Regions from separate parts of the Sus scrofa genome. Here region 1 is linked to region 2. The links are chromatin contacts, called in public Hi-C maps. All regions are on one chromosome and are shown on one strand. The core of a region is the stretch at or near the end of the contact, and the rest is flanking DNA. Distances in the headings are between cores, read along the strand shown.

Evidence for each region. Hi-C and Micro-C count contacts between places; a contact is called where the count stands out from the background.
Region 1: a contact with region 2 is called in a Hi-C map of liver, with 1.6 times the contacts expected there. The contact joins two enhancer-like sites. A contact is called at or near these places in 2 of 47 Hi-C or Micro-C datasets (fetal skeletal muscle and liver) and 1 of 2 datasets of contacts at active chromatin or transcription factors (skeletal muscle).

What each region holds. Positions count from the first base shown.
Region 1 is chr1:145,653,867-145,657,375 of Sscrofa11.1, reverse strand. The region is part of intron 13 of PCSK6 (proprotein convertase subtilisin/kexin type 6); the gene reads right to left. Among named protein-coding and RNA genes, the nearest start is that of SNRPA1, 52 kb to the left of the region's middle. Within about 2 kb of position 1,960, at least 6 of the 83 cell types and tissues checked have an H3K27ac peak or open chromatin away from gene starts, as enhancers often do. A contact at or near this core is called in liver, where this site is marked.
Region 2 is chr1:145,559,386-145,562,989 of Sscrofa11.1, reverse strand. The region is part of intron 2 of PCSK6 (proprotein convertase subtilisin/kexin type 6); the gene reads right to left. Among named protein-coding and RNA genes, the nearest start is that of PCSK6, 53 kb to the right of the region's middle. Within about 2 kb of position 2,204, at least 22 of the 83 cell types and tissues checked have an H3K27ac peak or open chromatin away from gene starts, as enhancers often do. A contact at or near this core is called in liver, where this site is marked.

The DNA of each region.
Region 1 (3,509 bases), core at 711-3,210, 95 kb before region 2:
GTGGCATAGGGAAGTTCCCAGGCTAGGGGTCAAATCAGAGCTACACCTGCTGGCCTACACCAGAGCCATAGCCATTCGGGATTCGAGCCACGTCTGCAACCTACACCACAGCTCACAGCAACGCCAGATCCTTAACCCACTGAGCAAGCCAGGAATCGAACCTGCAACCTCATGCATCCTAGTTGGGTTCGTTAACCACTGAGCCAAGAAGGGAACTCCTGGGGGAGGCTTGCTTGACTGGCGGAGGCTTGAGATGCTGGGTAGGAGATGGGATGAGGCCTGCATTTCAATTCAGACCGAGGGCAGGAGTTTGAGGACCTCCCTTCTGATTTGAATACACACTTTACTGGATACTAAGGAGGAGCTACTGTTCAAAGAAAAAGGAAGAGGCGGTCTTTTCTGACCCCCACTCCCCTTGGATGATTAAATTGTAGCCCACTGGATCTGGGGGCAGAGTCTCCTTGCCTGCCTAATTGCATCTCTCACTAGTGTCCTATCTTAATAAATCTATTTCTTGCCTATCACCTCGTCTCTTGTTGAATTCCTTCTGCGTGGAGGCATAAAAAACCTGAACCTCAGTGAGTCCAGACACTGGATAAGTGATTCTAATTTAAAACTGTGGGTTCAAATCCCAATCTGGGTACTGGCTAGGTTCAGGCCATTAGTGCTGTCAGTTTCAGTATCACCCTTTTCTCCTGAACTAGGACACTTTGGGGAATGGTGCCACCATTTTGGTCCCTGGAAAGAGCAATAGGGAGGTAAAGAGATATGAAAAATGTTGCTGCCACATCAGTAAACAAAGGATGCTGCAGCCATCAAGCCATCCCATTACAGCTGCCCAGACAGCGAGCCCAGAAGGAACTCAAGATGGAAACAGGATGCCCACCATCACACCATCAGACGTGCAGCCACCTCTCAATGGGGCACCTTGAGGGGACGCAGGATGAGAAAGCACAGGATTCAGGCCCCAGAGAGCGGAAGTGCACATCAGAGGAATGATTTCAGTGAGCTCAGATTCTTGTATCTTCCCATACCTAGAAAAGCACTAAATTCCTTACCTTGAGATATCTGATTTTCTTTCATTAATAGAAATCTTTTGTTGTTCTGACTACCTGGTCTTTGTTGCAGAAACCCCTATGGGTTTTGGCTCCTCCCTTTTTTCTTCAGAGCAGTCCCTCAGAGCTATCTCAGAAGCTACATTTTGGGCTTAAGTCCTCAGAATGTCTGCTGAATAAAATGTGTCTCTCAACTTTCAGGTTGATTTTTTTTTTTTTCAGTCAACAGAGACAAACTGAAACACTGAGTACTTTCAAAGCAAATGGGGTTAAAAATGGAACTTTTGGACAACCGTAGGTATGGCGCCTGGAGACCTCCCAAGTCCTTCATTTCTGCTTTCCAGGAGGCTGAGAGTGATTCTCTGTAATCGCACATTCCAGAAATGAGAGTTTAGTGACAAACTTGGAAGCCAGCACAGAAGGCACGTGCTTGAAATCTGACTTGTGTTCTAGCTGCCAGTACAAGATAAATTGAGCCACTGAACACAGATTGCAAAATCTCCATTCTTCTTTTGCAAGTGAAGATTAGCTCAAAACATATGTCAATTCAACAGTGGTCAATAAAACCAGCAAGAAAATAGAACAGCTATACTCTCAGGAAGAAAGAAATGTGTGAAAGGGCTACTGAATAGAAAATAAGAAACCATGGACATTTTTTATGATGAAAAAAGGGGAAAAATTGTCACAGGAGAGAGTAATTTCTTCCTCTTTCAACCAATTGTTAAACATTTTATTTGGTGTGCACAGCTGAAAACAGAATTGATTCAAATGATATGAGTTCTTGATTTAATCAAGGCTCACTGTTGCGGGCACCTTCATTTCTGCCGTCATCCAACAACTGCTCATGCTCCGTGTTCCAAGCGCTGAGCACTGCACCTCCAAAGGCAAGCTTTGCCTATCAGTGCAGAGTCACACTGGACCAGGTCTCAGTGGGATACCCGTAATGGCCCATCCCTCTCCAGTAGTTCCTGGGGATTATCGAAGCACATAATTCAATCTGCTTCTGAACAGGTGCTTTGGGAAAGATTCTCTAGAGAGCAAGGGTCTGTGGCAAGACCCACAGCCTGAAGCTGTATTGGGAGGTGCTATCCTGGGGCAACAAGATTGAACAGGAGGGAAGGCCAGAAATAGGAAACAAATACAAAGCTGGCTGCATCTTCACAACAAAGCAGCAGGTTGCTAGGTTGAAAGTCTTCCAAATACACCTCGTGGGGCCATCTGGGAAGGGCATGAACCTGATTTCCCAGTTCTCCCTGGGCAAACTTCCAGTGCACTCCCAGGCTGTGTTACCTGCCCCTGCAGTTGGCTAGATGCTGCTGTGAACCGAAATGTTGCTGCCACATCAGTAAACAAAGGATGTTGCAGCCATCAAGCCATCATATTATAGCCGTGCAAAGAGTGAACCCTGAGGGAACTTAGGATGGAAACAGGTTGCCCATCGCCAAGCCCTTGGCCACCACAGCCACCTCTCAACGGTGCACCTCAAGGGGATGCAGGATGAGAAAGCACAGGATGCTGGCCCCAGATAGCTGAAATGCACATCAAAGGAAGGATTTCAGTGAGCCCAGACTCTTGGATCTTCCATATCTAGAAAAGCACTAAGTGCGCCGAGATAGATTTTCAGATAGCTATCAGATGATTTTCTTTCATTAACAGAAATCTTCAGCTGTTCCAACTACCTGGTCTTTGTTGCAAAACCCCCTATATATCCTGGCTTCTCCCTTACCTCTTTGGAGCCCTGAGCAGCTGAGTCCTGGGCTCAAGTCCTCAGTTTTGCCCGCCAAATAAAACACAGCTCTCAACTATTAGGTTGTGTATTTTTTTAAGTTGACAGTGGAAAGCCTGGATTTCACACTTCATCTGGAAGTGGAGAGAAAGGGCCAGCCTCCCCACATCCTCTTGGGGTGACTGACACCCTAAAGCCAATGCAGCTCCTACCTGTGTGGGAATAGGCAGTTGTGTCCTAGCTCAGCCTGCACCTCAGGGGAGGCTGGGGGAGCTGGGGAGTCAAGGGGGCCGGATATCTCCACCAAGCAAGAGGTGAGGCCCAAGGGCAGCCGGTCTGAACCAACCTGGAGAGCCCATGATGGACCAGGTGTGAGATGTGTGGATAAACCATAATCTATACACACAATTCAAGGTAGAATGCATGGATGACCATGAGTAAAGCTTGAAAAGAATGTACTTAACTGGGCTTTCTTTGGTCCCTTGCCTTCCATTCAAGTGACCTAGGATGTAAGGCACGATATAATAGCACAAGACAGAATCACAGAGGAGTTCCCGTCATGGCGCAGTGGTTAACGAATCCGACTAGGAACCATGAGGTTGCGGGTTCAGTCCCTGGCCTTGCTCAGTGGGTTAGGGATCCGGCATTGTCGTGAGCTGTGGTGTAGATGCGGCTTGGATCCCGTGTTGCTGTGGCTCTGGTGTAGGCCGATGGCTACAGCTCCGATT
Region 2 (3,604 bases), core at 955-3,454:
TCTGGAGTCCCGCCAACAGGGGCTGCTCTCAACACCTTACCCCAACGTGTGTTGGCTCAACTTTCCACCAGCTGAAGAGAGGTGAGAAGCTAATTCACTGAGTAAGGATTCAAAGAAAGAAAAACAGTATCCCCTGATAAGGGCACGTCACCCTAGAGTTTGCAAGCTGGTCCTCTCAGGAGAGGCAATGGTTAATGCACACAGGAAATGAGTGGTAGCCAAGCTGGGGGCTTCTTGCCCAGGGCCCAGGGCCCCTGGAGGATGGAAAGGCTTAAGTCCCAGGAACCCCCAGAAGCAGTATGCAGACTGGACAGGAGCATATGATTTCTTTTCTCTCTTATCTTCTCTGGAGGGAGGGAATGTCCAAGGCTTTCATCAGCTTTTCAGAGGGGCCTGTGATTCCAAAATGGTTAAGAAGCATGGGACTTAGCCAGGCTCAGGGAGGTGGAGAGTGGGTCAGGGCGCTCCACATGAGGAGCTGATACTCTTGCACTCACCTTCCCGGGGGCAGAGGGCACCAGGTCCACAAGGGAGTGGTGGTTAAACAGACTCACTAGAACCTGGCAAGCCCATCTGAGGATACCGCCTCGGGTGGGGTGGGAGATGCTGGGCTGCCATGGAAACCCACAAGCCAGGGCAGTAGAAGAGGAAAGGAAAAGGAAGATGAGCCAAAAAATAAAAGCTATTCTAACTCAGCCTTGAAATCCTCCGCCCATGTCACAGAGGCAACCGGGGACCAGCCTTGTCTTCCCTTCCTCGCCTGCAGCCACAACTGGAACAGCAGGGTCCAAGTTCCTCCAAGCTGAACTGCATGGGCCAAAAGGTGACCCTTAACGCTGGTGAGAGACGGCACTGCTGCTTCTGCTAATGTTGGGAAACAGTAGGGTGAGCGGACTTGAGGACATTAGTTCTCTTCATTCACTCCGGAGTGAGTTCTTACTCCGACTGAAAGGAAAGGAAGCACCCTGTCCCCCTTGAGGATCACCTGCTTCTGCTCATAGACAACCTGCTCCCCAGTCACCAGTCACCTTCTGTCAAGGACATCAACATAGGATGCGGCGTGATGAATTCAAGCCCTCTTTAGGACTTTTGCCACAATTTAACCAAGGCCACAGTAAACTTCTGAAGTCATTACAGAAAAAGAAGTTGAGGAATAAACGGTAACAGATACAACGGGCTGATGTGAACCCACTCCGTGAACACTGAGATGTTTCAATACACAATGACTAAGCATCTGTCTATTATTTACCAGGTAGTCTGCTGGACTGGGAGAAAAAACAAATGAGAGGCGGCCTTGGCCTTTGACAGCTTTACAGCTCAAGGTGGGCGTGCATGCATCTAACCACGAGCTCCTCTGCCTCCCTGCCGCCTCTCCGTGGTTTCTAGAAAACTGAGTGGTCTGCCCTATCTCACACTGGCCTTAGGGACCAGCTGCAACTCCCACCAGCCCCATCCCTGTCACTCACCAGATTCCCAGGAAACTAAACCCCTCATTTCTCCCACCAACACCACTGTGTGCTCTCAGTGCTTCCAAAGTGGCCAGCAGGAGATGTCACAAGGACAATACGGGGGGCCCGAGGTCCAGCAAGGCTGACAGCTGTCAATGGACAGCTCTCACAGGCACTGGGAACTGCAGGGAGAGGATGTCCATGTGGCCACAAAACCCTTCAAGATGTCATGTTCTCCCCAGCAGTGGTCAGTTCTGAATGGGTGCTGCTCAGGCTCTGGCCCTACCACCTGTGTGTGAGTATCACGCTGGGATGAGAGCAGAGGGCTAATAAGCAGCCTTGACGACACCTCCATTCCTGGAGTCTGGTGGGGAAGTCAGGCGCTAAGGGAAACCTCACAAACTCAGAATGTTAACATCATACTGCTAGGAGAAGCGAGCTAGCCGGAGGGCTCTAGCTTCCGGTGGCAGGGCTATGGCTGAGACCAGAGGGTTGGGGAGAGTCACAGAGGGGAGGCAGTCTGTGCAGAGGCTGTGCAGGGGGAGAGAGCAGATGCCATCCAATGAGGAGTGTAAAGGCCCGTGTGGCTGGGGCCACAGGGAGGTCAGGCCAGGAGGACAAGGACTTGGGCAGGACAGTCCCAGGGGTGGTTGGCACCATTCCAGAAGTTCTTCCGGATCCCTAAGGATGGTGGAGAGCAGACTGGTGTTGGCCAAGGGTGCCCACAGCAGTCTAGTGACCGGGCAGTGTGGGGTTCAGGTGAGAGGACTCTCGCTTCTGTGACAGAGGTGTGATCAGGGGTGGCCAGTCGACTCTGGGACGAGGTGACTTTGAGACATCTTTGAGGCATCTAAGTGGAAGTGCTGAGTGTGCCAGGGGGTGAAATAATAAAGCATCATCTTTTAAAGTATATTGGAAAGTTCTAACTGTTTACCAATTCGTAGTAGCCAGTCCACTAGCCCCAGGGTTCTGCAGAAACGTGAAGAGACAGCCGCAGACCTCTCCTGTCCCCACGTGGGTCAATCCATCAGGCCCTGTGAGGCAGCCCATCCTGCCCCCAGCCCATCCCATAGTTCATCAACCCTGAGATCGATGTGGTCACTTTCTGTCTATGTGCTTGTATTTGCCAGGAACTTTTTGTTTGTTTGCACTCCGAATGGCTCCAGCACACAAAACTGTCAGATAAAATTCCATCTGTGGTTAATGGAAAGATCGGCTTAAACGTTGCATCACTGCTGGAAAGAAACCTGAGCTTTGATTAAACTCTGGGGACAAAGTCCCATCCTATGAAACAGAATGCCCACTCTGGTCCCAGAAATCATTTTCCAGCTTCTGAGAGTTAAAGTACTAAAACAAAGCATCAACCCAAAGCCGCCCATTGCCCAGGAAGGAGCCTCCGAGGGCCTCCCTAATAATATCTTTATCCTCCTGTTTCCATCATCAATCTGGCTGAGCACTGAAGGGAAAGGAAGGGCTGAACCAGAGTCATCATTCTAAAATGCAAGGGTTGGAAGACGCAGGCAGCAATGTCGAACTATAAGCCAGCTTGGAACATAATCAGAACAAGTAATTTTTAAAAAATGTGTGAATCCTTTCCGCCATTGGCTGATGCTTCTGTAACATCCACCCTTCTCCAGACTTTTGGCCAAAAGAACAAGTTAAAAACAAATGCTTTCAGTTTGCTTAAATGACAGCCCTTGGAAAAACCCAGTGACTGATACCATGCCCTGAGAACAGTCAGGCTGTTCTCCCAAGGAGCGGGCTCGTCAACAAAGCCCTTTGAGAAAACGGCCCTCTTCAAAGGTGGATAAAAACATCAAGGAAAGGTGATTAGGAATGGAAGGGAAAGGACTGCACGACGCTGGTACAGGATCAGGGCAAAGAGATGCTTAATAAACGTGTGTGTGGCTGAAGTCTTAAATCTTCCCTCTCACTTGTGTTTCGTTTCGTTTTGTTTAACAAATGTACACTCTACCAGCTTTCATGGGAGGTGCGGATGGGTTGTAAATTCCGTCACTTATCCAAGCGATTTTGTACAACAGGGACTGGAGCTAATTAAAATAAAATACCATCTGCATTCGATTGAACTTTATCCTAAACCCTCTAACATTCATCTCCAGTGTGGTCATTCAAACACCATGGCAAATGCATTCCAA